7 separate regions of the Mus musculus genome follow, and all the other regions are linked to region 4. A link is a contact called in public ChIA-PET, HiChIP or PLAC-seq and promoter capture Hi-C data. All regions are on one chromosome and are shown on one strand. The core of a region is the stretch at or near the end of the contact, and the rest is flanking DNA. Distances in the headings are between cores, read along the strand shown. Region 1 holds the start of Cnpy2 (canopy FGF signaling regulator 2). Region 2 holds the start of Coq10a (coenzyme Q10A). Region 3 holds the start of Stat2 (signal transducer and activator of transcription 2). Region 4 holds the start of Zbtb39 (zinc finger and BTB domain containing 39). Region 5 has its middle 9.4 kb from the start of Esyt1. Region 6 holds the start of Marchf9 (membrane associated ring-CH-type finger 9). Region 7 holds the start of B4galnt1 (beta-1,4-N-acetyl-galactosaminyl transferase 1).

Evidence for each region. Promoter capture Hi-C pulls out the DNA fragments that hold promoters and counts their contacts. ChIA-PET counts read pairs in DNA pulled down with a chosen protein or histone mark. HiChIP or PLAC-seq counts read pairs in DNA pulled down with a chosen protein or histone mark.
Region 1: a FOXA1 HiChIP or PLAC-seq map of pancreatic cancer cells shows a contact between it and region 4. The contact joins the promoter of Cnpy2 here to the promoter of Zbtb39 in region 4.
Region 2: a promoter capture Hi-C map of liver shows a contact between it and region 4, with 2.8 times the contacts expected there. The contact joins the promoter of Coq10a here to the promoter of Zbtb39 in region 4. A contact is called at or near these places in 10 of 39 promoter capture datasets (cranial neural crest, embryonic stem cells, hippocampal neurons and 4 more).
Region 3: a contact with region 4 is called in a promoter capture Hi-C map of pre-B cells, with 2.9 times the contacts expected there. The contact joins the promoter of Stat2 here to the promoter of Zbtb39 in region 4. A contact is called at or near these places in 6 of 39 promoter capture datasets (cranial neural crest, embryonic stem cells, hippocampal neurons and 2 more), 1 of 484 Hi-C or Micro-C datasets (embryonic stem cells) and 1 of 115 datasets of contacts at active chromatin or transcription factors (embryonic limb bud).
Region 5: a contact with region 4 is called in a promoter capture Hi-C map of pre-B cells, with 2.6 times the contacts expected there. The contact joins the enhancer-like site here to the promoter of Zbtb39 in region 4. A contact is called at or near these places in 6 of 39 promoter capture datasets (the HPC-7 cell line, cranial neural crest, embryonic stem cells and 3 more).
Region 6: a FOXA1 HiChIP or PLAC-seq map of pancreatic cancer cells shows a contact between it and region 4. The contact joins the promoter of Marchf9 here to the promoter of Zbtb39 in region 4. A contact is called at or near these places in 1 of 39 promoter capture datasets (embryonic stem cells) and 2 of 115 datasets of contacts at active chromatin or transcription factors (pancreatic cancer cells and regulatory T cells).
Region 7: an RNA polymerase II ChIA-PET map of memory CD8 T cells shows a contact between it and region 4, with 12 read pairs. The contact joins the promoter of B4galnt1 here to the promoter of Zbtb39 in region 4. A contact is called at or near these places in 2 of 39 promoter capture datasets (embryonic stem cells and pre-B cells), 2 of 484 Hi-C or Micro-C datasets (both in embryonic stem cells) and 2 of 115 datasets of contacts at active chromatin or transcription factors (memory CD8 T cells and pancreatic cancer cells).

Annotation. Positions count from the first base shown.
Region 1 is chr10:128,320,891-128,324,588 of GRCm38.p6, forward strand. Cnpy2 (canopy FGF signaling regulator 2) reads left to right here and starts at 1,569. Exons shown (of 6, transcript NM_019953.1): 1 at 1,569-1,885; 2 at 2,440-2,552; 3 at 2,694-2,809. The coding sequence starts at 2,465. It overlaps Pan2 (PAN2 poly(A) specific ribonuclease subunit), which reads left to right. Exons shown (of 26, transcript NM_133992.3): 26 at 1-468.
Region 2 is chr10:128,367,644-128,371,398 of GRCm38.p6, forward strand. It overlaps Coq10a (coenzyme Q10A), which reads right to left and starts at 1,337. Exons shown (of 5, transcript NM_001374700.1): 1 at 1,055-1,337; 2 at 364-510. The coding sequence starts at 1,194.
Region 3 is chr10:128,268,354-128,271,951 of GRCm38.p6, forward strand. Stat2 (signal transducer and activator of transcription 2) reads left to right here and starts at 2,145. Exons shown (of 24, transcript NM_019963.2): 1 at 2,145-2,364. Apof (apolipoprotein F) reads left to right here and starts at 346. Exons shown (of 2, transcript NM_133997.3): 1 at 346-416; 2 at 642-2,897. The coding sequence starts at 659. The coding sequence ends at 1,606.
Region 4 is chr10:127,738,101-127,741,548 of GRCm38.p6, forward strand. It overlaps Zbtb39 (zinc finger and BTB domain containing 39), which reads left to right and starts at 1,430. Exons shown (of 2, transcript NM_198035.2): 1 at 1,430-1,562; 2 at 3,415-3,448.
Region 5 is chr10:128,533,349-128,537,098 of GRCm38.p6, forward strand. No RefSeq gene overlaps it. Among named protein-coding and RNA genes, the nearest start is that of Esyt1, 9.4 kb to the left of the region's middle. Within about 2 kb of position 2,128, at least 173 of the 459 cell types and tissues checked have an H3K27ac peak or open chromatin away from gene starts, as enhancers often do. A contact at or near this core is called in the HPC-7 cell line and pre-B cells, where this site is marked.
Region 6 is chr10:127,058,860-127,062,427 of GRCm38.p6, forward strand. Marchf9 (membrane associated ring-CH-type finger 9) reads right to left here and starts at 1,325. Exons shown (of 4, transcript NM_001033262.2): 1 at 539-1,325. The coding sequence starts at 895.
Region 7 is chr10:127,162,747-127,166,459 of GRCm38.p6, forward strand. B4galnt1 (beta-1,4-N-acetyl-galactosaminyl transferase 1) reads left to right here and starts at 2,410. Exons shown (of 11, transcript NM_008080.5): 1 at 2,410-2,773; 2 at 3,258-3,476. The coding sequence starts at 3,259. It overlaps Gm51819 (a long non-coding RNA gene), which reads left to right. Exons shown (of 3, transcript XR_003949045.1): 3 at 919-937.

The DNA of each region.
Region 1 (3,698 bases), core at 319-2,818, 580 kb after region 4:
AGCAGCAAAATTGTTGCAAAGGTTCTAGCTGCCAGATTCCCCCTTTATCCTCTGCAAAACAGTGGGCCAGAAACAAAGCCTAAAGTGACCCAGGTGGAGTGATTGGTGTTCGTAATAAATATCCTGGGCAACTGATATCTGTACAAAAGAGCTCTAGAACCAGAACTCTCAGTTCCCAGTCTGCTAGAGAACTGAAGTCCTGGACAGTCACAGGGTACAGAGACCCAGGCAGCTCCAGCATCTAGCTGCTTGAGAGACGGTGGCTGGGTGGACCAGCTTGTAGAGTCTCAATGGGCCAATCAAACCGGTGTGCAGGAAGCTGAGCTACTGGCTTCATTCCTGACCACAGCTGAGAAGTATCTGTCTTCCATACATTCTATCTCGAGTTTTGTTTTATTTTTTAAAAATTTTGCTTAAAACAGCATGTTTTATAAAATAAAAGTATTTTTATCTCATTAGAAAACCGCTAGTGTGGGATTCTTTGGCTTCTTTCTTTCTTTGATTTGACTTCACCAAACAATGAGAAAATGAAAACTGTGTTTTCAGATCCACACCTAGAAATGAAGATTCTGAGTCCCAGAATGAATGGATCCAGGAGGAACATAGTTTTTTTGTTTTTTTGTTTGTTTGGTTGGTTTTTGGTTTGTTTTTTGAGACAGGGTTTCTCTGTAGCCCTGGCTGTCCTGGAACTCACTTTGTAGACTAGGCTGGCCTCGAGAACTCAGAAATCCGCCTGCCTCTGCCTCTCAAGTGCTGGGATTAAAGGCATGCGCCACCATGCCGGGCACCAGGAGGAACATAATTGTTCTTCCCCTGGACGGTGTTCGGTCTTTGCTGTAGTTGCCTAGCACCCTAAATACATAAAGCGATCACAAATCCCAGTTTATCTCAAGACCTTAAGGCGTGGTGTCAACCTGTTATCCTAACAGCGGAGCAGTTGAGAACCACAGTCCCCAACCAGCCTGCGATGGGGAGTTGAGTTCAAGGCATCCTGGGCTACATAGCAAGACACTGCTTCACTCATGACAGTACCTGCGGTGTGCCGAAAATTCAGAGAGGAATTGCTCTATTCACAGCGTGAGAGCTAAGAAGAATATTGACCGTAATATAACCCACACCCCCATCCTCAGAGGATAAATTAAGAGAAATCTCCAAGAACCTGCCTGAAAAGGCAGATAATACCAAAAATGATATTACCCAATACATACCTAATGACGATCATTTATTAATTTGGTACAAGAAGGAAGTTGTTTTAAAAACTAGTTTTTTTGTTTGTTTGTTTGTTTTTTTTTTAAGAAAGAAAAAGACCTGTAGCTACTGGCAGAGTGGTACTGCAGTGCTTCCTGGGAAATGTAGTTTGCTGTATCATGAAATCTTTGTGCATTGAAACCTAGGCTTCTCTCCCACTACTAATTGCATCTGTTTGCAAGTCCTAGCCCACCTGGACTGATGCAATTTCCCCAGGCACCCCATGCGCTCGGTCCTCACTGTAAGCTAGGCTACCTTTGTTCTTTGGTTGGTCACGTGAACCAATTCGCCACGCAAGTCTGGGTCCTCAAGTCTTCCAAGGGGTCCTCGCTGCCTCGGAGGCGCTCCTAAAGCTGCCTGCTCGCGCGAGAGTTTGGAGGGGCGGGCTTAGGGTCAGTTTCGGTGGGGGGCTCGCACGGGACCCTCAGATCTCCGCTTAGGTGCCTAGTTAAGTGCGGGAAGCTGGGCCAGGCGGTCACTGGCCACCCTGAACCTGGCGGGAGCCGGAGCGCTCTGGAGAAGCCGGGACAGCCCCGTTTTTCCCAGCCAGCTGCTAGGGTTGGGACCCACAGAAAACAAAGTGAGAGTCCGGCTGCTTTCCAGAGCCTGGGCCACGGCGGCGGCCGTGGGAGCAGAGGTGGGACAGATGCGAGCGTCAGAGGCTGTGGGCGCACTGAGGTTGGGAATGGACCCGAGCAAAGCGATGGCGGAGTCCTTACAAAAGGGGCTGGTCTGTCTGCACGGGAGCTACTTACATTCTAGAGATGGGGATTCCGGAACCCTTGGTGCTAGGTCCACATAGGCCCTGGTTATGGAGTGTGCTCGCTGGCTTCATGGCCTGACTGGTTCCTTGCTGGCAGCTCCTTTCTGCCCGTCATTCTCACGTAATCGATAACCTCCATCTCAAAGCTACTGCATAGCTCTGTGAGTCCTCAGTGTCCTCAAAGTATCAAAACCCAGGCCCTCACCTGTGGAGGACATAGTTTCTGGATCTGAGTCCCAGTCCCGAGCTCTCACTCCCTATTCCCCCATCCCGAACTCCGGTCCCTCGGGTGTTTGTAACGAGGTTTTTTCCTGGAAAACAATCCGAATCACACCAAGGCCTCTGAAGGCCTTGGAATGAGGGGTGACGGTCATGGGGGAAATGGATCGCTCTCCTCACACCTGTGTTTCATTTTCATACAAATCCAGGTGGAGCGACCCTGTTACACTAAAGATGAAAGGCTGGGGTTGGCTAGCCCTACTTTTGGGGGTCCTGCTGGGAACTGCCTGGGCTCGAAGGAGCCAAGATCTACACTGTGGAGGTAAAAGCACGAAGACCAGTGGAGAAGTGGGAGGAAGATGACCCGTGGGAGTCATGAGATCCAAAGCTTGGAACAAGGATGGATAGAAAAACCCTCATTCCCCTCACCATCCCCACTCCCTGTTCTCTTCCCTGACACCAGCTTGCAGGGCTCTGGTGGATGAATTAGAGTGGGAAATTGCCCGCGTGGACCCCAAGAAGACCATTCAGATGGGATCCTTCCGAATCAATCCAGATGGCAGCCAGTCAGTTGTGGAGGTAATTTACTATCCCTCAAATAAAGTAGCTCACTCGGGCTTAGAGTATGAACTTGTTCGAAGAGAAGAAAGCAGGAAGTCATTCGACCTGTAATGATAATGATCTCAACCCTCAGAGGCGGGACCAGAAGGATCTTTCTGAGTTCTAGTTCTGGTCTACCCCATAGAATTAGGTACTGTCTTCGAAAAGAAAAGAAACAGCCTGGTGTGATGGTACATATCATTAATCCCAGCAGAGGCAGGCTGATCTTGAATTTGAGGCCAGCCTGGTCTACAAAGAGAGTTCCAGGACAGCCAAGGCTGTTATAGAGAGAAACCCTATCTCAAAAAACCAACCAAACAAACAAACAACCAAGGAGCCAGAACATTGATTGTGTATCAGAAGGACTGGGCTCTAAGCCACTTATGGTATTTGCATGCCTGTAATCCTAGTACACAAACAGCAGAGCAGTTGGGTTCTGCCTATCTGGAAGAGCCTGGAAAGTTATAACCACGTATTTCTTTGCCCCAAACCTCAATTAATTGTTTCTGCTGTAGAAGTTAGGTCTTGATTAGTCTGTTTCTCCTCATCCCCAGTCCGCATGTCTCTTGTTTCACTATAGCAGTATTGTATATATACATTTATTTAAAAAAAGAATAAGAGGTCTTGTCCAGCTGGGAATGTAGCTCAGTTGATAGAGTGCTAGCCTCGCATGCACAGAACCCTGTGTTTGGCCCTTAACATCCCATAAACCCAGCATACTGGTACACTCCTGTGATGCCTGCCCTCAAAGTCTTCCCTGGAGCTAGAGAGATGGTTCCGTGGTTAGGAGAACATGCTGCTGTTGCAGAGGACTTGGCTCAGATTCTAGCACCCATGTAGTGGCTCATAACTCATTCTGGGGAATCAA
Region 2 (3,755 bases), core at 87-2,586, 630 kb after region 4:
GGTAGGTGGAGGCAAGATATAAGTTCAAAGTCTTCTTGACTGTATATCAAGTTCAAGGCCAACCCTAGGCTATGTGAGAGCCTGTCTCAAAATGTGTGTGTGTGAGATACCTATGATGCAGCTCTGGCTATGTAGTCCGTGGAAGCTTCAAGCTTAGATTACAGGCTGTACTACCTAGTCGGTTACCTTTCTATGATGTAACACAATTCTAGACTAATACACGTGCAGAACAACTAAGGTGGGAAATTTAGGTTGAAAGGCTGGCAGCGAAAACGTTGCTGGGGAGACAAGTGGCCCAATATGAATCTTACCCACTACTGGTACATGGTTATTTATTTGAAGGGGAAAAAAAGGAATGCTCACCCCATGATCCTACGCTCCGAGTAAGCCTTTCGCTTGTTGGTAAAGGGGGCAGCAAAGCCCATGAAGGAACGACTATGAGGTAGGCCAGCCTCCGCTGCCAAGGCCTGGGCAGCGCGAGGCAAGAAGAGATTACAGGAAATCAGAAACCTAGCGCCAAAAAGAAAGGAGAGGCAGCGTCACGATTCTTTTTTTGTATTCAACCACTTCAGGTGAAGGGGAAGAGGGATGCATCACAGAGGAAGGTCGTTGGTTCGGGCAAGCTTTTCTGCCCCTAGCACCTGCTGCAGCTAGCTGGGCTGGCTGGCCAGGCAGTCACGAGTGCGAAAGGTCGAGGGCGGCTGAGGACAGGGCCAGGGGTGGGGATGGGAAAAAGAAGGGCACGTCCTAAGTGCCAGCTGCCTTTGAGGCAACACTACTGCTGCAAGCAAACTGAAGCATCTCTGACGCCAGGGTCAGGCCAGGCACATCAAAGCCAGAACGCCGGCGAAGGCCAAGAAGTGGCTGGCACGCACCCGCCCCGAGCATCTAGCTTGTACGCGTATCTCCAGAACTCCATTCGAACTCCCAGGGCACCACCAATGCCAGCCCTTCTCCGGCCTGCCGTCTAAGGGCTGCCACCCTCCACCGCTGAACTTCGGGGTGCCGGGCGACCCCCTCCGGTCCTGCGCGGACGTCTGTGCCTGCCTCTCACCTCATTGGACGCGGCGGCCGCGGAGGGCCCGGGGGCGGGGTCGGGACGGAGCGCGCGCCCCGGCAGAGCGAGAAGCCGCAGCAGCTCCGGGCGGCCGCGCGCGTCGGGGCCGGGAGCCTCCGCGCGCCCGCAGAGGCCATGCGCGCGCCCCTGCCTGGCACTCCCGGCGGCGGCGAGCTGTAGGGGAGGCCGGGCAGGAAGGGCGGCGCGAGCTCCGGCTGCCTTCGCCCTGCTCCGGCCCGCGCGCCGGATAGGCTGTCACTGAAGCGGTGACCGCAGCTCTGGGTCCCCTCACGTCACGCCGTTGCCAGGGATCGGGAGGAGGGAGCGCGAGGAAGGAAGGGACAACGCTGCCTGTCGGGAGATGTAGTTTCTTTGACACCTCTGGCGTGAAAGAAAGGGCGCTGGGTGCGTGTCGGAGGAGCTGCAGAGATGGCTCGGGGGAGCGAGATCGCCTGGCACAAACTACTTGGCGAGTCTGTGGTCACAGGACCTGATACGTAGACGCAGAGGCGACGTCGTGGGCGTGTCAACGGCAGATGGCTGTCGATGTCCAGAGGAACGTTTCTCAGAGCCCTTTAGAAGGAGAGGCTCTTTTCATCCTACTGGCCTTTGCAGTGCCTGCTGCCGGTTTATGTCTTTGGAAAAGGATATTAACTTTGCAAGTTCTGGGCTGACTTGTATAATCTCTCCTAGATCTACACGCCCTTCCCCCTTCCTCCCCTTCTCGTTATTCGAGACAAGACAATTCAGGCCTTGAATTTGCAGTGCTCCTTCATGAACGTCCCTAGGAGCAGAATTTCCTCCCTAATATTTATGGAAAGAAGTCTGAGGCAGAAGCAGGAGGGTTGCCACGAGTTCCAGGCCAGCCTGGGCTACCTACCCAGTTTTAGAGTAGCCAGCTCTAAACAAGAAGCAAGCCCTACTGTCAGACCAAACCAAACATAAGACATGGTTTGTTTGTTCTTTGAGACGCCCTCGCTATATAAGCTTGGTTGCCCTGGAACTCTTGGATATCGTCCTGACTCTTAGCTGCTGAGATTACAGACATGCATGCTCTCCAGGAGGGCTTTGGGGTGTCATGATCTTGCTCTGTAACCTGCACTGACCTTGAACTCATATGCACCTTCTTGCTGCCACTTCCCAGTTGCTGGAATTACAGGTGTGAGCTACTACTAGCCAAAATTTACTTTTAGAAAAAAGCACCATCACTGTCGGGGAAAAATGTGTACTCAATGGAGGACGAGACATCACAGGCAGAAAGCCCAAAGGTGAATACTACGTCCCAGGATTCAAGGAAAAAACAAGCGCTCTTGGGAAAAGTATGACCAAAGGAAAAAGAGAGAAGAGAAATAAACTACAAATTAGAAAGAGATTAGCCTAGACGGGTGCAAGAGCAAGCAAAATTCTCCCGACTGTCACAGAGCAAGCTCTGCTTTCCCTACGCTGGGTTAAAGCTCCCCACATTGATTCGAGCTTTGCCTGACAAAGGAAATGTGCTGGCAGGAAGAAGACAGGCAATCAAAGCTACATTGTGATACAAGTCAAATGCTTTACACAAATAAGGTCATAGACTCAGAGTCAAGACGAGGCTAGCCAGATGGCTCAGTGGGTAGGGGTGCTTGCCACCCAGTTTGCTCTGAATTCAATCCTCAGGACTCCCCCCCCCCCCCCCGCCCCCATGGAGAGAACCAGCTAAACACACATCACACAACACACATGTGCGTCTCCCACACCCACACACACACCATAAACATACATACACATTCTCATGCACACACACACATTCACATTTATACACTCACACACATACACATTCTCACACACACACCATGCACACACACATACTCATTCTCATGCACACACACACACACACACACACACACACACACACACGAGAGCATGAAACCTCCAGATGCAGAATGAGTGCATTTCTAACACTTTTCCTTCCAAGCTCTTCAGAGAGAGCCTGCTGTGTCCTCATTCCCACGTCCCTTCCCTTCCTTCCAGTTCAAAGGTGGTGTTCCTTCTGCGTATGACCTTGAAGGGCAGCCTACTCCTTCCAGCTTCAGTCTCTAGTCTGAACCCACCTCCTCTGACGTCTGAGACAGCTGCTCGGAGTGAGGAGTAAGGTTGGGCAAAAGAGGGAAGTTAACTGGGATATATGGCTGAACTGTGACCTCATTAACACCACCTTAACAGAGTTAACTGCCTCAGAAGCCCTAAGGCCCAGGAGCCCTACAAAACCAATGTGCTTGCTGTTCTCCAAGTAATTAAATAGCTAATTACTCCCATTTAATCCTTCCCTAGTTCATTCTCCTCACCTCTTGTTGTCCTCCTGACATTTTACACCAATAACTTCTTTTAAGTACTGACTTCAGAACACCTCCTCCAGGAAGACTCTCTTGACTGAACCCATATCAGTACTGCTCTGAATACCGGATTTCATAAAAATAAGCATGTATCGTATATCTTCTCCTTGTTTTATGTGTTGTGTTATACTTCCTGGGCTGCAAACATTTCAAAAAGAGACACTTGCCATAACTTTTCTTTAAAAACACAAACAAAAAACTTTTGTTTGGGAGCTGGAGAGATGACTCAGAGGTTAAGAGCACTGGCTGCTCTTCCAGAGGTCCGGAGTTCAGTTCCCAGAAACCACATGGTGGCTGACAACCATCTATAATGGGATCTGATGCTCTCT
Region 3 (3,598 bases), core at 895-3,394, 530 kb after region 4:
TTCACAAAAGACACAACAAAATAACATGGATGAAGATGTGCCAGTGGATTTGAAGTCTCTGAAGACCGTCTGGTGAGTATCGATACAGCCCAGCCGTCTAAACGTGGCAGTCCTCAGTAGACTCTGTCCTTGTCCCAAATTAAAGCCAGGTGACCTTCATGGAAGATAAGATCAATGTCCTCACTGTTGAACCTTTCTGTCCCTGGCTTATTTGCAAAGGCCCTGGCCAATGTCAACATTGGGAGCCTCATCTGCACCACAGGGGCTGATGGGTTTGCTCTAGCAATTGGCCCAGCCCCTTTCACCTCAGCAGCCCCAAATATCTCTCCTATTCATAGGGCAGAGAAACAGGAGCAGGATTGTGGAACTACCGAAGCTACCCAGGGACTCTTACTTCTCAATGGCCGGACTGTATGGTAATCTGGGTCCCCCATAAGTGGGTGGGCATTAAATGGGGAGGTCACTCTGACCTAGAAATGACAGAAATTGTGCTGCACTTCCCATATCCTTACCCCTTTGCTAAACAGAACATAAGCTTGGAGGTAGGTGGTAGATTGGGGGTTCCCTGAATCTTGGGCTCCCTGCAGACTATAACCTTCAAAGACATGGTCTGCATGTTTTGGGGTTCTCCCTTTTTCCAGGGTGCTCAGCTCCTGACATGCATAGCCTCCGACTCATCCTGATGTCAATCCAGCTGCTTTGCTATCTCCTGCTGTGTCCTGTGGATGCCACTTCACACGGAGAGGCAACCAGTGTCTCTACGGTGCTCCCTCCCTCGAAGTTGGGATACCAGATGCAGACCTCAGACAAGCCCTTGTCCTGCCAGATGCTGCTCCCCAAGTCCCTGCCTGGCTTCACTTACATGCCCCCTGTCTCCAAATTCCTGGTAGGCCTGGCTCTAAGGAATGCTCTGGAGGCAGCTGGCTGCCAGGCTGAGGTCTGGGCTCTTCAGCTTCAGCTTTACCGATTAGGAGGTGTGGAGGCTACACAAGCCCTCATCCACCATCTCCAGGAGCTCCAGAAGAGTGGACACACAGACCGGGAAGTGTCTGTGGATGCCCTGTCCTCTGCTCTGCAGCTCTTAGCCTGGGAGCAGCCAGGTCCAAAGAGGGCCAAACGTTCGATTTCCAACACAGACTGCGACAATGATCAGGAACAGAGTGTCCACAATGTGGTTGACCTACTACCAGCAGTAGGCACCTACTACAACCTAGGCACAGCTTTGTATTACGCCATTAAGAACTGCTCTGACAAGGCCAAGGAACGAGGTCGAGATGGGGCCATAGATCTGGGTTATGATCTCTTGATGGCCATGGTAGGCGCGTCAGGGGGCCCAGCTGGTGCGGTGATCACGGCTGCTCTTAAGCCAGCGATGAAGGCTGGGGTTCAGCGGCTGATCCAGTATTATTATGATGAGAAAGAGGTGACCACCCCTCAGCCAGAGGTGACCACCCATCAGCCAGAGACCGGAAAGGATGCCACCACAGATATCGGTGTTGTGGAAGAAATAGCCATGTCTAATTTTGTGTCAGAAGTTGAAAGTACAACTTCTAACTGGGAGTGGCCTTTATTAAAGAACTATGGTGTCTTGGCGTACAAGAGATAGTAACAAAACAACCAATAAGTGGAAAATTCTGACAAGAGAAGTGTAGATGGATGGATGGGTGGGTGGATGGTTTGGGATACTGTCATCGCTTGCCAGTAATTTCCTTCTTGAAACTTAGATTTTTACACTCTAATGGGGCTGGCTAACTTCCACCTGAACAAGTGATTATAGAAATTAAAAAGCGTTATCATGAACCCACAGTATTTATCATTCATATCCTCAAAAATACCTTATTACCTCAGCTCTTCCCTCCCTATCCTAAGGGACGCAGGTCCCACCCTTTCTATGGAGTCCTAGGTGCCTTCACGCACCCTGGTTTCAGTTTCCTTTCCCTAGAACTCACGGTTCGGTTCGGGTAAATCAGCTGCTAGAATTCCTGGCTAAGACTTTAGTTGGGCTCCGCCCGACTAGGGGGGCGGGAGCGGGCACTAACGAGCTTCTCCCTCTCCGCCAATCACTGAAGTCGGCGGTGTGGTTTCAAGCAGCTTGTCCAGCCCAGCGCTGAACGGGGTTGTGTTTCAGCCAATGAGAGTGACACGCGGGGAGGGCGTGGCTAAGCTTTCGGTCGCCCCACCGATCCCGGAACGCCGAGCGTCCACAGCCGGGTGATCCATTCCGCCAGCCGGGTGACCCATTCCGCTGTTCGCTATCTTGGTCCGCCGGAGTCGGGGGAGGGTGGAAAACGGGTCCTTGAACCGCTTGGAGAATTGGAAGTTGCAGCGAGAGCACTGGAAGGAGCGGCACTGGACCCTCAGAAGGTACAGGCCCCGAAAGGGTGTGCGGAGCGGGGCGGAGGTGCCAGCCGGTTCCCGGGAAGGGCTGCTGCCCCGGGTGATGCCCCTGTAGACAAGGCTTCTGCTCTCTGGCTGAAGTCGAACACCCTGCAGGATGCTGCACCGCTGCACAGTTCTACTTCTCAACCCTGTCGACTTCCTTCCAAAACTCCTCCGCAACCCTTGCAGCTGCTCTATGTACCCATTATGATCCTTGTCATAAGCCAAAGCTTTAACCTCTGCTCTGCGAATCTATTTACTTATTTGTTTGCTTCCTTATTATATTTTTAAAATTTGTATGCATGTTGTGTTTATGTACTAGGTGCGTGCCTGAATTGGCCAGAAGAGGGCCGAATTTACTAGGACTGGAGTTAAGATGGTTGTGAGCAGCCATGTGGGGGCTGGGAACCGAACCCAGGTCCTCTGGAAGAGCAGCCAGTGCTCTTAACCATGGAGCCATCTCTCGAGGCCCTTTACATAATTTTTGATCCTTGCACAAATAAATAAATAAATAAGAAAGACATCCTTGATCATTATGTGTGTGTGTTTGTATAATATATATATATACACATATGTATATATATATATTATATACATATAATACATATAAACTATAGTCCTAGAGGTGAAACTGTTTGCTTAAGGTTACACACAAAGTCTAGTTTATTTCAGAAAACCTTATTCAGTGCAAAACTGATATCGGAGAGTGAAGCCAACTAGAGAAAGTACTTTGTTGCAGCCCCTATAGCCTACGTGCAGTTAGTTCACTTAGGCAGACTTTGGGTGTGAGGGTTGAGACAGGGTTTCTCTGTGTAGCCCTCCTGTCCTGGAAACTCAAAGATCCACCTGCCTCTTCCTCCCAAGAGCTGGGATTAAAGGTGTGCACCAACACCACCCGTCAAGTTTTTGTTTCTTAGAAGCAATACAGGCATATAATTTAAAGAGTCAAGTACCCGTTTGGAGCTGTAGCTCAACCAAAGCTTTCACAGAGAGTAAGGCACGAGGATCAAGGATTGCAAGAAAGCTAAAATGAAAACAAACATTTTGTTTGAAGAGAGATTGGATCAGGGCTATGGAGATGGTTCTTCAGTTAAGAGCACTGTCTGCCCTCCCAGATGTCCTGAGTTCAATTCCCAGCCATGGTGGTTCACAACCATCTATAATCCTAGAGTCCTATAGGATCCAATGCCGCTTCTGATCTGTGGGTGAACATGCAGAC
Region 4 (3,448 bases), core at 180-2,679:
GTCATTCCCTGGTATGGCTAAAAGGGAGGATTTTGTTTGTTTTAAAAGATTTACTTATTAATACATTTATTATGTATACAGCATTGTGCCTGCACTTATGCTTGCAGGCCAGAAGAGGGCACCAGATCTCATTAGCGATGGTTGTGAGCCACTATGTGGTTGCTGAAAATTGAACTTCGGACCCCTGGAAGAGCAGCCAGTGTTCTTAACCTCTGAACCAGCTCCCCAGCCCACAAAGGGAATGCTTTTATGGCAGATATGAAAGAGAGAGGACAGATAGGCTGGAATTGGCCATGAGACACAGGCCTGGGCTGGAGTTGTGCCTGGCTGGCAGGCGAGGCAGGATGGGAAGGAGCCAGCCTGGGCTGTCTAGGCTGTGTAAGGACGTAGGCAGGGGAGCTTTGGTTTTATGGCTAGTCTTGAGCAGGATCATTTGATGAGCAGATTCAGGAGAAGGGAGGAGGCCAGTGATGGAATTCTAGACAGGGGACGGACCCGTTTAGGAAGACACCTGGGTTGCCACGGTCCAGGTAACAGAGTGACTCCATCTGGCCATCTACCAGGAAGGAGGGTCCGTTTTGGGCTATCAGAAGAGCTTCCTGGGGATCTAACCTGAAATACTCCATTCGTTAATCATCTACCCCTGGTGAGAGTGTCTGGTGCTGCTTCCAGGAATTTGGCATTGTCACTGGGCTCGGACAAGGAAGTAGGCTCAGATAAGAACGTGAGAAACGGTGACTGTGGGGCTTTGTTTGCTACTATGCTTAATCATTACCGTGTGTGATCTCTTTGTTTACTACTTCTCTTGATTACTTTGTCTTTGGTCTAAGAACCATGTTTTTTGTTTTTTTTGGATGTACCTAGAATGATATAAAAGCTAAAAAAATAAAGTTGCTTCAGCCTCAGCCTCAGCACTGGCTGGAGTCATGTTATAGTTTTGTCAATTTTTTTTTCTTCTTTGCAATCCTCACTCCCTCCCTTGAGACCCGGTTGACTGACTGAGCTGGCTTGGTCAGACCCCGCCCCCCTCACCCCCATCCGCACAGTCACATACCTGCACCCGCACACAGGTTTTTAGAAGGCGCCTATATGTGTGCAAGGCAAGGTGACAAGCAGAACTCAAAAGTGGAGCTCTGGCAAAACCACAGATCCCTGCCCTCAGAAAGCTCGCGGGAGTCATAAATTAACTGAACAAGCACACAGATTTTTGCGAGGCTGTTGGGGGACAGGGTTGGTTGGACCTGCTTTTCACTCCCCAGGCGCCACAGCGAGCGGGCTGGTGTGGGCTCGTGGCTCCGCCCGGCCGTCGGGGGGCGCTGCCTCCTCCCGGACGGCGGGGGGCGCTGCGGGCCGGGCGGCGGGGGGCGCTGCCTCCTCCGGGACGGCGGGGGGCGCTGCGGGCCGGGCGGCGGGGGCGGCCCGGGCCGGCGCGGCGAGCGGCTCGGCGGATGGAGAGTCTGGCCGCGGCCGGCGGCGCCGCCTCCTCGTCGGGCCGGGCACGGCGGGCCGGGGCCTTTGTGTGAGGCGGTGGCGGCGATGGTGCTCGGACCCCGCGGAGCCGGGTAAGCGCGATCGGGTCCAGCCGGACTCCCGCTCGGCCTTTCTGTCGCCCTGGCTGGGCGCGCCCCGCCGGTGTCCCCGGCCGGCCCTGTCCTCCCTCCCGGCGACCGGGCCGCGGCTCCCGGGCCTCCGCTCGGCCGGCTCCCGCGGCGCCGGGCCTGGGTCGCACGGGGGCAGCCCGCGCTGTCTGTGGCGACCGAGGTGCGCCTTCCCGGCGGTGCTGCGCCCCAGCCCGGTGCTGTCCCTGCCCTGGCGGATCGCGGGGAGACCGCGGCACGGGCAGACCTTTGGTTGGGGCGTACTCCTTGCAAGTTGTATATCCATGGGGTGCCCGGAGCCTCCCACCGTGGATGAGTGACCGCCAGGGCCCGGGAGACGCGTGGTTGGTACCCAACAATACTCAGACGAGTGCTGGGCCCCCGGGAAAAGTTGGGAATTGTTGGTAGAACCTGGTGCGATGGAGAAAAGGGTTGTGCTGCTCAGGGCGAGTTGTGCGAAGCACACGCATGTGACTAGTTGTTTCTCCGAGGTGTGCAAGACCTGAGATGGGGGAAAAGTGATGTTAAAAACGCTTGCAGGAATCTTTCCCTTGCTTAAGGCATCCAGTTGTTACTGTATAGTTGGTAAAGACAGATACAACGTACCTAAGTAATGTTACATACCACAGTTGTGTTTGCTTTGGCTATGAGTTTAGCTTCATCCACAGAATACAGTAACGTTTGAGAAATTAGCATCCAGAAGGGGTCTGGGAAGGACCAGAGAATAGGCAAGTATCCCATGAAGGGCGAGGTGGGGATTCAAGAGTTTGAGATTTTGAGGTGGGGCTGGTGGTGGCTCTTATCTGTAATCTAGCATTTGGGAGATGGAGGTAGGAGTATCATAATGCCATCAAGATCATCCTTAGTAACAGAGCAATTTCAAAGTCAGCCTGGGCTACATAAGATCTCAAAAAGAAAAGAAAAAAAGAGCTGAGAGGTTTGTTTGTAGACTGGAAAGGACAGCTATGGCAGACAAGTAAAGGTGCAACCGTTACCTCTTCCTTAGCTGCTAATGGAGCATTGATAATAGTTCAAGTATATTCCTGGCATTTGGCATTGTGAGGAAAGAGAATAGACTTAATGATAGAAAGAAAAACTTGATTTAGGAAGAAGTTAGTAAAGAAACCCGAGCCTGTTGTTTGGATTGTACTGAGGGCTGAACATCCATTCAGTTGGAAGGCTCCTAGCTAGACACATATAGCTCACTCCCCTCTTTTAAAAACACACAGTCTGGCTTTCTACCCCAGGCTATCCTAGGACTCCTGTTATTCCCGTCCCAGACTTCCAAGTGCTACAATTATAGGTATCTACTATTGTACCTGGCCTCTTTTTGTTTTATTTTGTTTTTAAGGATTTATTTGGTTTTTGTTTTGTGTGGATGAGTATTTGCTTCTGTGAATGTAAGTGTACTCTGTGTGTGTGTGTGTGTGTTGCCTGAAGAAATCTGAAGAAGGTATGGGATCTCCTGGAACTAGAGATAAAGTCATGTGGGTGCTGGGGACGGAACCTGGGTCCTCTGCATGAACAGCAGATGATCTCAGCTGCTGAGCTGTCTCTGCAGCCCCAGCTCCGTAGACTTTCAGGACCAAGCTAACTGATTTTTTTTTTCTCATCTCTTTTTCGTTTTGTTTCAATGATCCTGTGGTTGGGTCTGTGCAGGGTGAAGGTCATTCCCCACTCACCCCCCTTGTTATCTTCTGCTTCAGTTTTCCTTGTCCACTCCTTCCTCCTCAGCTAGGACACATTGAGAACGTGCATTTCTCTCCTGCACAGAGCCCTGGTTTAGGGATGTGTCGCTCTCTTGTCTTGCCCACAGATTGATCTTGCTGATACAGAGGCATCTTCCTAGG
Region 5 (3,750 bases), core at 878-3,377, 800 kb after region 4:
AAGGTTCTTAGGTGGGCTAGTTAATTGAATGACTGTCTTTGTAGGACTTTAAGACCATAAATGATCAGGCAGTGGTGGCACATGCCTTTAATCCCAGCACTTGGGAAGCAGAGGGAGGCAGATTTCTGAGTTCAAAGCCAGCCAGGTCTAAAGAGTGAGTTCCAAGACAGCCAGGGCTACACAGAGAAACCCTGTCAAAAAAAAAAAAAAAAAAAAAAAAGCATAGGTCAGGGTAAGAATCCTGGTTGGGGTTGGTAATTTTGTAACATTGTTTTGGTTACATTTTCCTTGGGTGTTTAAGAACATATAAGTGGCCACAAAATGAACACATTTTGTTCTTCTTGTGGCCAGTTGGGGTCCTCAGGTGCTACTTGTAAGAATTTGGGGAAGAGTCTGTTGTTTCCTTTAGTTCTTTTTCCTACCAGTTGTGGGATCTGTTGAAACAGTTTAGGGTCTTGCTGGCTGAAGGGAGCAGCCCCAAGACTGGCAAACATGGCTCTGTCAGGTCTCCCCCTTCCTCCCTTCCCTTTGCCTTGCTAAACTGTTAAGATTACATTCCTAAAGCTAGCCCCCAAGGTACATTCCCTTATTTGGCCACAGACACATTCCTGAGACAAAACACCAAGGTCCAGTTACCAAAGCATTAAGTCCAGTAGTGAGAAACCCCCTTGCTACCCATATCAACACTTCTGATCAAAATTAACCAACTCACCCAACATGAGGTTCTTTCTCCCTTTCCCTTTCTGAACTGCCATTTGCCTACGGGCCATGTCTGTCTCCTCTCCATCCAGAGACAGTCCTTTGTCCTTTGTCCCTCTGGGGCAAATAAATCTCCTTTGTAGATGGTCTAGTCGGCCATCATTGAGAAGAGCGGCCCCTTGGTCTTGCAAACTTTATATGCCCCAGTACAGGGGAATGCCAGGGCCAAGAAGTGGGGGTGGGTAGGTAGGGGAGCAGGGCAGGGTGAGGGTACAGGGAACTTTCAGGATAGCATTTGAAATGTAAGTAAAGAAAATATCTAATAAAAAAAAGATAACATATTTTACAAAATAAAAAATAAATCTCCTTTGTGTTGAGAACTTGGTCTTGGGTGTTTCTGGTTCCTGTCCTTTCACTGACCACATGGCTTCCCTTGAAGACAGTAGGACATTCCCTCTGTGGTGATCCTCCTCTCTGCAGAACATATGCTGGTTGGAGCCCCAACTCTGATGGGTCCATGACTTCTCTGATCAAACTGACAGGGAAGAGTGAGTGGAGTGCTTGCCTGGTGAACTGACTTGTTTTATGTCAAACCTGCCCCAAATTAGAGTCATCAGAGGATGGAGCCTCAATTGAGAAAATGCCACTATAAGACCCAGTTGCAGGACATTTTCTTACTTAGTGATCAGTGGGGGAGGGTCTAGCCCATTGTGAGTAGAGCTATCCTCGGGATTGTGGTCCTGAATTCAATAAGAAAGCAGGCTGAGCAAACCAGTAAGCAGCATCCCTCCATGGCCTCTGCATCAGCTCCAACCTCCAGGTTCCTGCCCTGTTTGAGTTCCTGCCCTGACTTCCTTCAGTGATAGACTACAGTGTAGAAACGTAACCCAAATAAACCCTTTCCCCAACTTGCTTTTGGGTCATGGTACTTTGTCACATTAATAGAAACCCAAACTAAGACCCCTGCGTACCCAAAGCCGTGGGTCCCATCCCCAGCACCACATAAAACCAGGTGCGGTGGTGGCATACACCTGTAATCTCAGTCAGTACTCAAGAGGTAGGGGTGGGAGGATTAGAAACTCAAGGTCAGTTTGGGTTACCTGATGACAAGTGTCTGTGAGCTGCCTGACCTTTCCAGAGTTATCCATCATCTCCTGGTCCTCCAAGACCTAATAGACCCAGGGCCAAAGTCCTGGCTGAGCTGAGGGAGAGAGACGGTGGACTGCAGGGGGTGGGGGTGGGGGTTAAAGCAATTTTGAGGAAACACAGCTCCAAGCCAGATAAAAATCACCAGCTTGTGCTGTTTGAATGAGAATGGCCCTATAAGCTCATGGATTTGAATGCTTAGTCACCAGGGAGTGGCACTGCTTGAAAAGGATTAAGAAGTGTGGCCTTGTTAGAGGAAGTGTGCCACTGAAGATGCACTTGGAAAGTGCTAAAGTCCATGCCAAGCCTACACAGAAGGATGTAGCTCTTAGCTATTTATCCAGCACCAGCCTCAAGGGCTGCCAACCCTCCATGATATGACGGGCTAAACTTTTTTTAAAAAGATTTTATTTATTTATTACATATATGTCTATATGTTAGTACACTGTAGCTGTCTTCAGACACACCAGAAGAGGGCATTAGATCCCATTACAGATGGTTGTGAGCCACCATGTGGTTGCTGGGATTTGAACTCAGGACCTTTGGAAGAGCGGTCAGTGCTCTTAACAGCTGAGCCATCTCTCCAGCCCAGGCTAAACTTTCTAAAACTGTAAGCAAGCTTCCCGTTAAATGCTTTCTTTTATAGGAACTACCTTGGTCATTATGTCTCTTCACAGCAATAGGACAGTAACTAAGACGCACAGCTACAAACCTAATCTCTCTCTTCTAACCAACCCTACTTCCCCTGCTAAGCAGAAAAACACAAGACTCAAAATCTATTCTGCATCAAAGAGTAATATTAAGTTTTACTTCCCTTTCTCTGCTGCCCCAGGCCTGGCAGGATCTAGACTTCCTGAGCACAATTCTCTCTTTTACCCAGGCTCTCCACATTCACACATGTGAGCAAGTAGAAACAGAAGAGGATGGGTGATCTGCTTGCTGGGACTACCATCACTGCAATGTGAGGAACTTCCTTAGTTGAAGGACTCCCCACACACCAAAACTTGTACCACACCTCAGTAAAAGAAAAGGCTCTTGTTGAATAGACCAGCTGAGCTCCGGAGGTACATGCATTTCTAACTTTTTCTTCCTCGACCCACCACATCATGAGACCTTCACATAGACATTATTATATGGTGCACAGAACATTTTTCAGGCCGGTTTTGTCACAGATCGGATTCAGGAGCCACGGGGTGCTGTGCCTTAACCGCACAAACAGGGTGGGGCCCCATCTGTTGTCAATTTTGTGCCTTAAGCGCCACCTGGTGGTGATAAACTGTAATAGGCCGCGTCTCATGACCAAGGCTTGAACTGAGTACCTACACTTCCTGGTTGTGTGTATAAACTTCGGCGGGAAGCACGGGGTTGGAGGTGGTATTTGATCTCAGCACACTCTGGAAGACGGAAGAGGAAACAGGATTTGATGAACCTTTCTTCTGTACTCCTTTTCAAAGGTTTGATGAAGCGTTCTTCTGTGCTCATTTTTAAAAGCTACTGTCAGTCGGATAGTGCTGCTGCCCTGGATGACTCTATATAGGTTTATTACAGTCAAGAATCAAGTCTGCCATGGCCTGGAGAGATGGTTCAGCGGTTAAGCGCACTGACTGCTCTTCCAGAGATGCTGAGTTCAATTCCCAGCAACTGCGTGGTGGCTCACAACCATCTGCAATGGGGTCTGATACCCTCTGTCTGTTGTGTCTGAAGAGAGCAATGTGGGGCTGGAGAGATGGCTCAGCAGTTAAGCGCACTGACTGCTCTTCCAGAGGTCCTGAGTTCAACTCCCAGCAACCACATGGTGGCTCACAACCACCTGTAATGGGATCTGGTGTCCTCTTCTGGTGTGTCTGAAGACAGAGACAGTATCTTCATTCACTCACATACATAAAATAAATAAAGTTTTTAAAA
Region 6 (3,568 bases), core at 75-2,574, 680 kb before region 4:
GACAGTCATTTCTCGCTGCACAGAGATGCCCGCTGGCACTATCCCGGGACAACTTTACCCATAAAATTAAACAAAGAAGGCTCTTTAGAATGAAGTGGATAAGTTGCAAGACGGGAGCAAAAACTGCCTCATCGGGAGAAATACTGAGAGGAGCAGGGTCCTGCCTGGCCCCTCCCCTCAAGGTGAGAACAAATGTACTCTCCTTTCTGCCCACTTCCAAAAAATAGGTTCCCTCGGCTAATGGCTACCCTAAGGTGAGGGGAGCAGGTGCTAAGAGCTGTCTGATATCGGGTGACAGAGACTCTGAGCCCTCCGAGGAGAATAACCCTACCTCGACTGGGAGCCCCTGACCCCCCACCCACCCGGCCCCAACCTTGACACACTCCAGGAGTCTCCAGCCAGGCCAACCTCACCCCACTTCCACTCGGGTCCTGGGTCCCGCCCAGCTCCCCCTGGCCCCGCCCCCTGCCCCGGTCTCCGCGGACACCCCAGGTACGCGCCCCCACCCTCCCCGCCCAGCCAGGTGCTCGGGCCTGACCTGCTCCGGGCCTTGGAAGCAGATCCTGCACTGGGGGGTTCGGAGCCCACTGTCCAGGCTGCTGCTGAGCGACAGAGCGTCCAGCGCGCCTGGGGGCGGCGGCGGCGGCGCGGGCGGCGGCGGGGGTCCGGCCCGCGGTTCCTTGTCGCCGGCCAGGCCCCGGGCCCGCGGCTCCGACCCGTAGTACTCCTCCTCGTCGCCGTCCCCGTCCCGGGCGGAGCAGCCGGCGAAGGGCGCCCAGCCGCAGCCGCCTCCCCCGCCCCCCCGGGGCTGCGGCTCGGCCCGGGGCCGCCCCCCGCCCGTCAGCACCAGCAGCTTCAGCTCGTTCAGGAACATGCGGAGCCGAGACTTGAGCATCGTCCGGGCGCCGGGGGGCGGGGGGCGGCGAGCGAGGGGGGCTCCCGAGCGGCGGGGGGAGGGGCGAGGAGCAGGCCGGGAAGGGGGCGCGCGCCGGAGCGCAGGACCGGGCCGGGGTCTCCGCGGCCTGCAAGCGCTGTTCACTGCTGCCGCCGCCGGGGCACCAGGGCTCGCGGGGCCGAGAGGGCCGTCAGCCCGCGGACGGCAGGGTGGGCAGGCATGGCCCGAGCAGGAGCAGGGGCAGGGGGCGGGGAGGGGGCTCAGGGTGCCGCGCCCCGCGGGTCGGGGTCCGGAGCCGGCCGGGCACCGGGGCTTATGCGCCCCGGTCCTCCTGCGGCGGGGCCGCCCCCCATCGTCGTCCTCTCGGCCCCAGTCCCGCTCCGACTGCCGGATCCGGCTCGGTTCGGCCCGTGCGTTCGGCGGTAGCAAATGGCGGCTCCTTCCGGCGGCGGCGGCGGCGGAGACCCCCCCGGAGCGGCGGGCGGGCGGGGCGGGAGCCGGGGAGCCGGTGAGGGATGGAGGGAGGGGTGGGGCGGGGAGGGGGAGCGGAGGAGAAGGGGCCGCGGCTGCGCATCCCCGCCCTGCCCAGCACGAGCAGGTGTCCCCAGGGGCGGGGCGAGTGTGCGAGACGCGGGAGGAGGGAGGGAGAGGAGTGGCCAACGAAGGGGAGTGTGTACCGGGGTGGAAGAATAGGTGTGTGCGCGCGGGTGGGGGTGAGGATGGAAGTTGAGTCCTCGAAGGCTGCAGGTGTAACGGGGCACAGAGGTGTATGCATAATGGGCGTGTGCAAAGAAAGCTCTGCAGGGAGTCGGGTGTGAGGAGGGTGAGGATGGACCCTAACAACACACAAAAGATGGTAAAGGGTGCTGGGTGCGGGATTGTGAGATGCTGGCTGGTGTGCAGGAATGGAGTCAGATTGTGTGAGAAGCAAGCGATTGATTCTAGCATGTGAAGGTGGCGAGTGAGCAGAAAGGATGCCCGAGGAATGGGCGTGTCTTTCATGACACCCACCTGCCCTCAGCTCCACTGCTCTGAAGCGAAAGCCACACAAGCACGCTTAAATCTTTGTTTTAAATTGACCCCTAGTGCTACTGCTGGGCCTGTCAGCTTTTTGATCTGCTTTGTATTTACACCCACCCTCTCAGCCCCTTTGTGAAACTGAAGGAAAGAAAGGGATTCCCGGAGAGCCCACTGGGTCAAAGACACTGAGAAAAAAATTAATTAGCAAAAGAGTAATTAACAGAAAAGGGAGGGAATGAGCAAGTTGAAAAGTCGAACCAGGGACAGATTGCCAAATTAAGACTCCTCAATGGAAAGTGGCTGCAAAGACAATTTCGGCACAGCATCTAGTTGCTGTGGATGGACAGATGAATGAAGGGGGTGTGGGGGCGCAAGTCAGTGACTTAAGCAGACAAAGAAGATAGCTTCTGTAAGGACAGGAAGCTGCAGTGGGGTCCTATGGGCGGCAAAATGAAGCAGGGAGTACCTGTGTTGGGAGTTGAATGCGCTCACAGACAGCTAAAAAACCCAAACAGCCCTAGGAACATAGCCAAAGAAACACCCACCTCTCCAGCCCCTTAGCCAATTTAGGCCTGGATTTTTTTTTTTTCTTTCTGCTCTTGTTGGCAAGGCAAGAAGCATCGAGGCAGCAGCAGGAGATGTGTCTGATGCACACCTTCTGTGGTGTGGTGCTTGACTGTGATTTACATGAATCCTCAATTTACATTCACATTCTCATATACATTCCCTCCCCCAACCCCCTCTCAGTCAAGGTTTCAACTTGTAGTCCTGGCTAGCTGGGAATTCACTAAGTAAACTAGGCTGGCATGAACTCACAGAAATCCACCTGCTTCTGCCCCAGTCCTCTGGGATTAAAAGCATGTGCCACCATAACCCATCACTGTTACGTTGTCGACCAGAAAAGTAAGAAGTTAGAATGGAATACACAGCAAAACAGGTAATAAAATAGTTTTAGCCTGGGTGTGGTGGCTCAGGTCTAGAACCCAAGCATGTGGACATTGCAGAGTCTGAGGCCAGCCTGGGCTACCTGGCAAGAAAGATCCAGTCTCAAAGAAAGAAAAGACAGAGAAAGGAAAAGAGAGAAAGAAAAGAAAAAAAAAGTGGTGCATACCTTTAACCTTAGTTCTTGGGAGATGGAGCAGGAGGATCAAGTATTTGAGGCTAGCTACGTGTCCATTTCAAGACCAACCTGGGCTATATGAGACCTTGTTCCATTAAAACAAAACAAATATCCACAATAAAATAAATCAGAGCCAAAATCGTTGCTCATGCCTATAAAAACAGCATTTAGGGGCTTTAGCACAAAAATTGCAATTAATTTGAGACCAGCCTCAACTCTAGTGTCTCAAATATGATTTTAGAATTTAGGGTTCAGGAATATAGCTCAGTGACTGAACCCATGCTTACTGCATATAAAAACACTAACTCCAAGCCGGGTGTGGTGGCACACGCCTTTAATCCCAGCACTCAGGAGGCAGAGGCAGGCAGATTTCCAAGTTCGAGGCCAGCCTAGTCTACAGAGTGAGTTCCAGGACAGCCAGGGCTACACAGAGAAACCCTGTCTCGAAAATCCAAAAAACCAACCAAACAAACAAACAAAAAAACACTAACTCCAATCCCCAGCACCCCCACCCCAAATCAATTTAAAATAGC
Region 7 (3,713 bases), core at 1,160-3,659, 570 kb before region 4:
CTCAAACCGCCCTGCTCCCTCCAGCGCTTGTGTTAGAGCATGTGGTTTCAGATGGAGATGAGCTCACTGTGGTGGGGAGGCAAGGCAGAAGGAGCAGGAGACTGAGAGAGAGATCACACCTCAGCTGACAAAACCCACTAGAGAGAGGACAGGAAGTAGGCTGAGGCTCAGCGGAATGCTCAGCAGGAGGAAAATGAAAACTGGTTAGGTAGGTGGCATAACTCAAACCGCCCTGCTCCCTCCAGCGCTTGTGTTAGAGCGTGTGATTTCAGATGGAGATGAGCTCACTGTGGTGGGGAGGCAAGGCAGGAGGAGCAGGAGACTGAGAGAGAGATCACACCTCAGCTGACAAAACCCACTAGAGAGAGGACAGGAAGTGGGCTGAGGCTCTGAACTCTCAGAGCCCAGCCATAAGGACGCGCTTCCTCCTGTAAGGTGCCTTCTCCATCCAACAGTGACATCACCTGGAGACCAGGTGCTCAAATATCTCAGCCAATTGAGGAGCCTCTTCATCCAAACCACCACATCCTAACACACGGACACATGTACGCACATGTATGAAGAACATATGTGTGTGTGTGTGTGTGCTTCACAAGATATTTCCATGCGTAGGGAAACAATATATGAAAAATCTCAAAATACCATTCTCTCAATGAGGTTAATCTTCAACACTTGTGCGTGTGTCTGCATGTGTGTGCTGTGTGTGTGAGAGAGAGAGAGAGAGAAGAGAGAGAGAGGGGGAGAGAGAGAGAGAGAGAGAGCCTGAGGAGACCAGAAGAGGGCACAAAGTCTCCTAGTGCGCAGTTATGAGCCACTCAACATGGGTGCTTCGAATCAAACTTGGGTCCTCTAGAAGAGGGAGAAAAGCTCTTAACCACTAAGCCATATCCCCCAACCCAACTGTTGGCTTTCTGACAGGGTCTCACTTACTTAGACCAGACCAAACCTGCTAACTCCTCAGCTCCTGACTCCACGGTGTTAAGAAAGGCATGCGCCACGTCGGTTTTGATTCTACCAGTCAAGAATAAGATGACTGCCACAATTTTTGAACAAAATTTGAAGCAAGCTTTAATACTAGCCAGGATGATGGACTCTGGCCAGTCCACTCCAGGGTTCCTAGAAAATGGCCACCAGCTACAATGGCCAGGTGATTATAAAGGGCTAACTCACAGGCTATGCCTTGGTCAGATGGAAGCAAGCATACATCCTGACATACTTCCTCCTACCTACCTCTCAACTCCCTGTGATCCCCTAGAAAAGTGAACGCATGTGGCTTGCTATCTGATACGGGTAACAGCTTCCAGAGAATCGTGGCGTATCTGTCCTCGGGCAGGGAGTTGACCGGTTACAAAGATCATTTTGATTCACGGAGTTCTTGGGCACAGTAATAAAAACCTAACTTTGCATTCTACACCCGATGTCTATCAAGTGTTTTGTAAATAAATTTATTCCTATTTACAATAATATTCTATCTACATGTGGGTCTGTGAAGGGGTATCCAGACGCCCGGGAACTGGAATTATTGTTGTAAGCTGCCATGTGGGTGCTGGGAATTGAACCCAGGTCCTTTGGAAGACCAGCCAGTGCTCTTAACTGCTGAGCCATCTCTCCAGTAAGTGTTTTATATAGACAGGTTTACTAATATTTCCCTTCGCCTCTTGCTTAGGGGATCTCTTCCGACTGTAAAGGAAAAAAAGCCCTTGATTTATTTTAAAGGTTTTGTAATTCTACTTTTAGCATTTGATCTGAAACTTCTGGTTTAAGGGTGGGTTTTCCCTCTTCTCCCCAACACACACACACAGTTCATTCAATATTGCTTATCTACAGCCCCAACCCCCAGACACATTTTTCATTATGTTTTACCTATTTTTCTATTCAATTTTGATCCTTCTGAGAACCACAGGACTTTGTTTCTGGTCAGTGTCGGGAATCAAGCCACCTATGGCCTACTTCACTGTCCATCTGGCCACTTTCTGCGGTTCCTCTTCAAGTCTGTACCAAGAAGCAGTTAGGGGAAGTAGGCCGGCCATTGAGTAACGGCTTGCCTCGGTTGATGGCTGGAATTCGGAGCCAAGAGGTCAGAGAGAGGCCGCTGTCTTTGTTGCTCGTGAGGCAGTGTTCACCTCCAGGGCTGGCTGGTTTTATTTATTTCATCTTCCCCATCCAAGTGTTCCTTGAAATGAGGTTAGACCGCATACTGAACCCAATCGCCCTTCCTGGGGCTACACTGTGAACGAGTGGGGAAATGGCGGGGACCGGGAACTGGCATCTTAGACACCGCGGTTTGGGGACGAAGGGATGTGAAAAGGGGGGACCTTCCCGGGAGGGCTCATCGCCTAAGCAATCTTCTCCGCGTCCGCCAGACGGCGCCGCGGAGCTCGCCATCCCCGCTCAGAGCCCGAGCCTGTGCCGCAGCCAGCCCGGGAGCGGCGCTGCGCTGCGGTGTGAGAGCCGGGCGGAGGCCTGAGCCCTCGGCTGCCTGGGAGCGCGACGCGGTGCCAGGGCTTCCCCGCTTTGTCGCTGGGGCTGGGGCGCGGCGGATTTACGATCCAGTTCACCCCGGCAGGAAACGTTCAGAACCACCCCCGCGCTGCGGTCTACAAAGCCCCGGAGTCCGCAGGCGGGAGGAGTCGGATCCCCGACACTGTCGGGCTCCCTCCCGCCCAGCTCCCGCATCAGGCCGTCGCCGGCCTCATGAGGACCCCCCGGCCGGGGCGGAGAACCGGGCACTGCCCGGACCGCGATCCTGCCGCGGCCTTAGAACGTTAGACAGGTCAGTGCGCTGGCACGCCCGGCGGCCGAGGTGTGGGCAGGAGCGGCGTCCTCCTGGCCTCGCGCATCGTGCCCGTGGCTCAACGAGGCCACCCGAGGGTCACCGAGGCCGGGCACCCGCGAGCGCGGGCGCGACACCGTGCCTTCCCTGACCCGCCAGGTGCAGTACAGCCGCCCCTCCGCAGCACCCTGGCCCGGCTGCTGCCCGTGGGGTGGGGGTGGGGTCCCCGAGGGCTGCGCACCCAAGATACTGCATGTCACCACGGCAAGCCTTGGGTGTATGCGGAAGCCCAGAGGCGAGAGAGAGGCGGAAGAAAGGAGGCCGGGAGACCTTTGGCGTGAGCATGAGGGAAGGGGTGCGCGCCGTGCGGAGCGGAGATGGCTGGCCTTGGGTACCTGCGCGAGCCTCGGAGGCGGCGGGGTCCAGAGTCCCGGCCCTCACGTTCTCTGAGAGCCTGGTCACCTCTCACCCTCCCCCATATCAGGATGCGGCTAGACCGCCGGGCCCTCTATGCGCTAGTCTTGCTGCTCGCCTGCGCCTCGCTGGGTCTCCTGTACTCCAGCACCCGAAACGCGCCAAGTCTCCCGAACCCTCTGGCATTGTGGTCGCCCCCACAAGGTCCCCCGAGACTCGATCTGCTAGACCTTGCCCCTGAGCCTCGCTACGCACACATCCCGGTCAGGATCAAGGAGCAAGTGGTGGGGTGAGTGCGGACCGCGGCGTGGCGGCGGCGACAGCGCAGAACATGCTGGAGGGGGTGGCCGGGGAGCTTTTGTTTCCTCCAGTGCTAGACTCGGACGCTGCTTACTGCTGACTGGTTGGGTGCAGTTATCAGGGAGGTGGAGAGGGCTACCGAAGCTTGAACTGGGGGGGAGACAGGGGCGCGGCAAATCTATCCTCCTCAACCTTGTCGCCGCCACTGGAGTGTGGGAGGATGTAC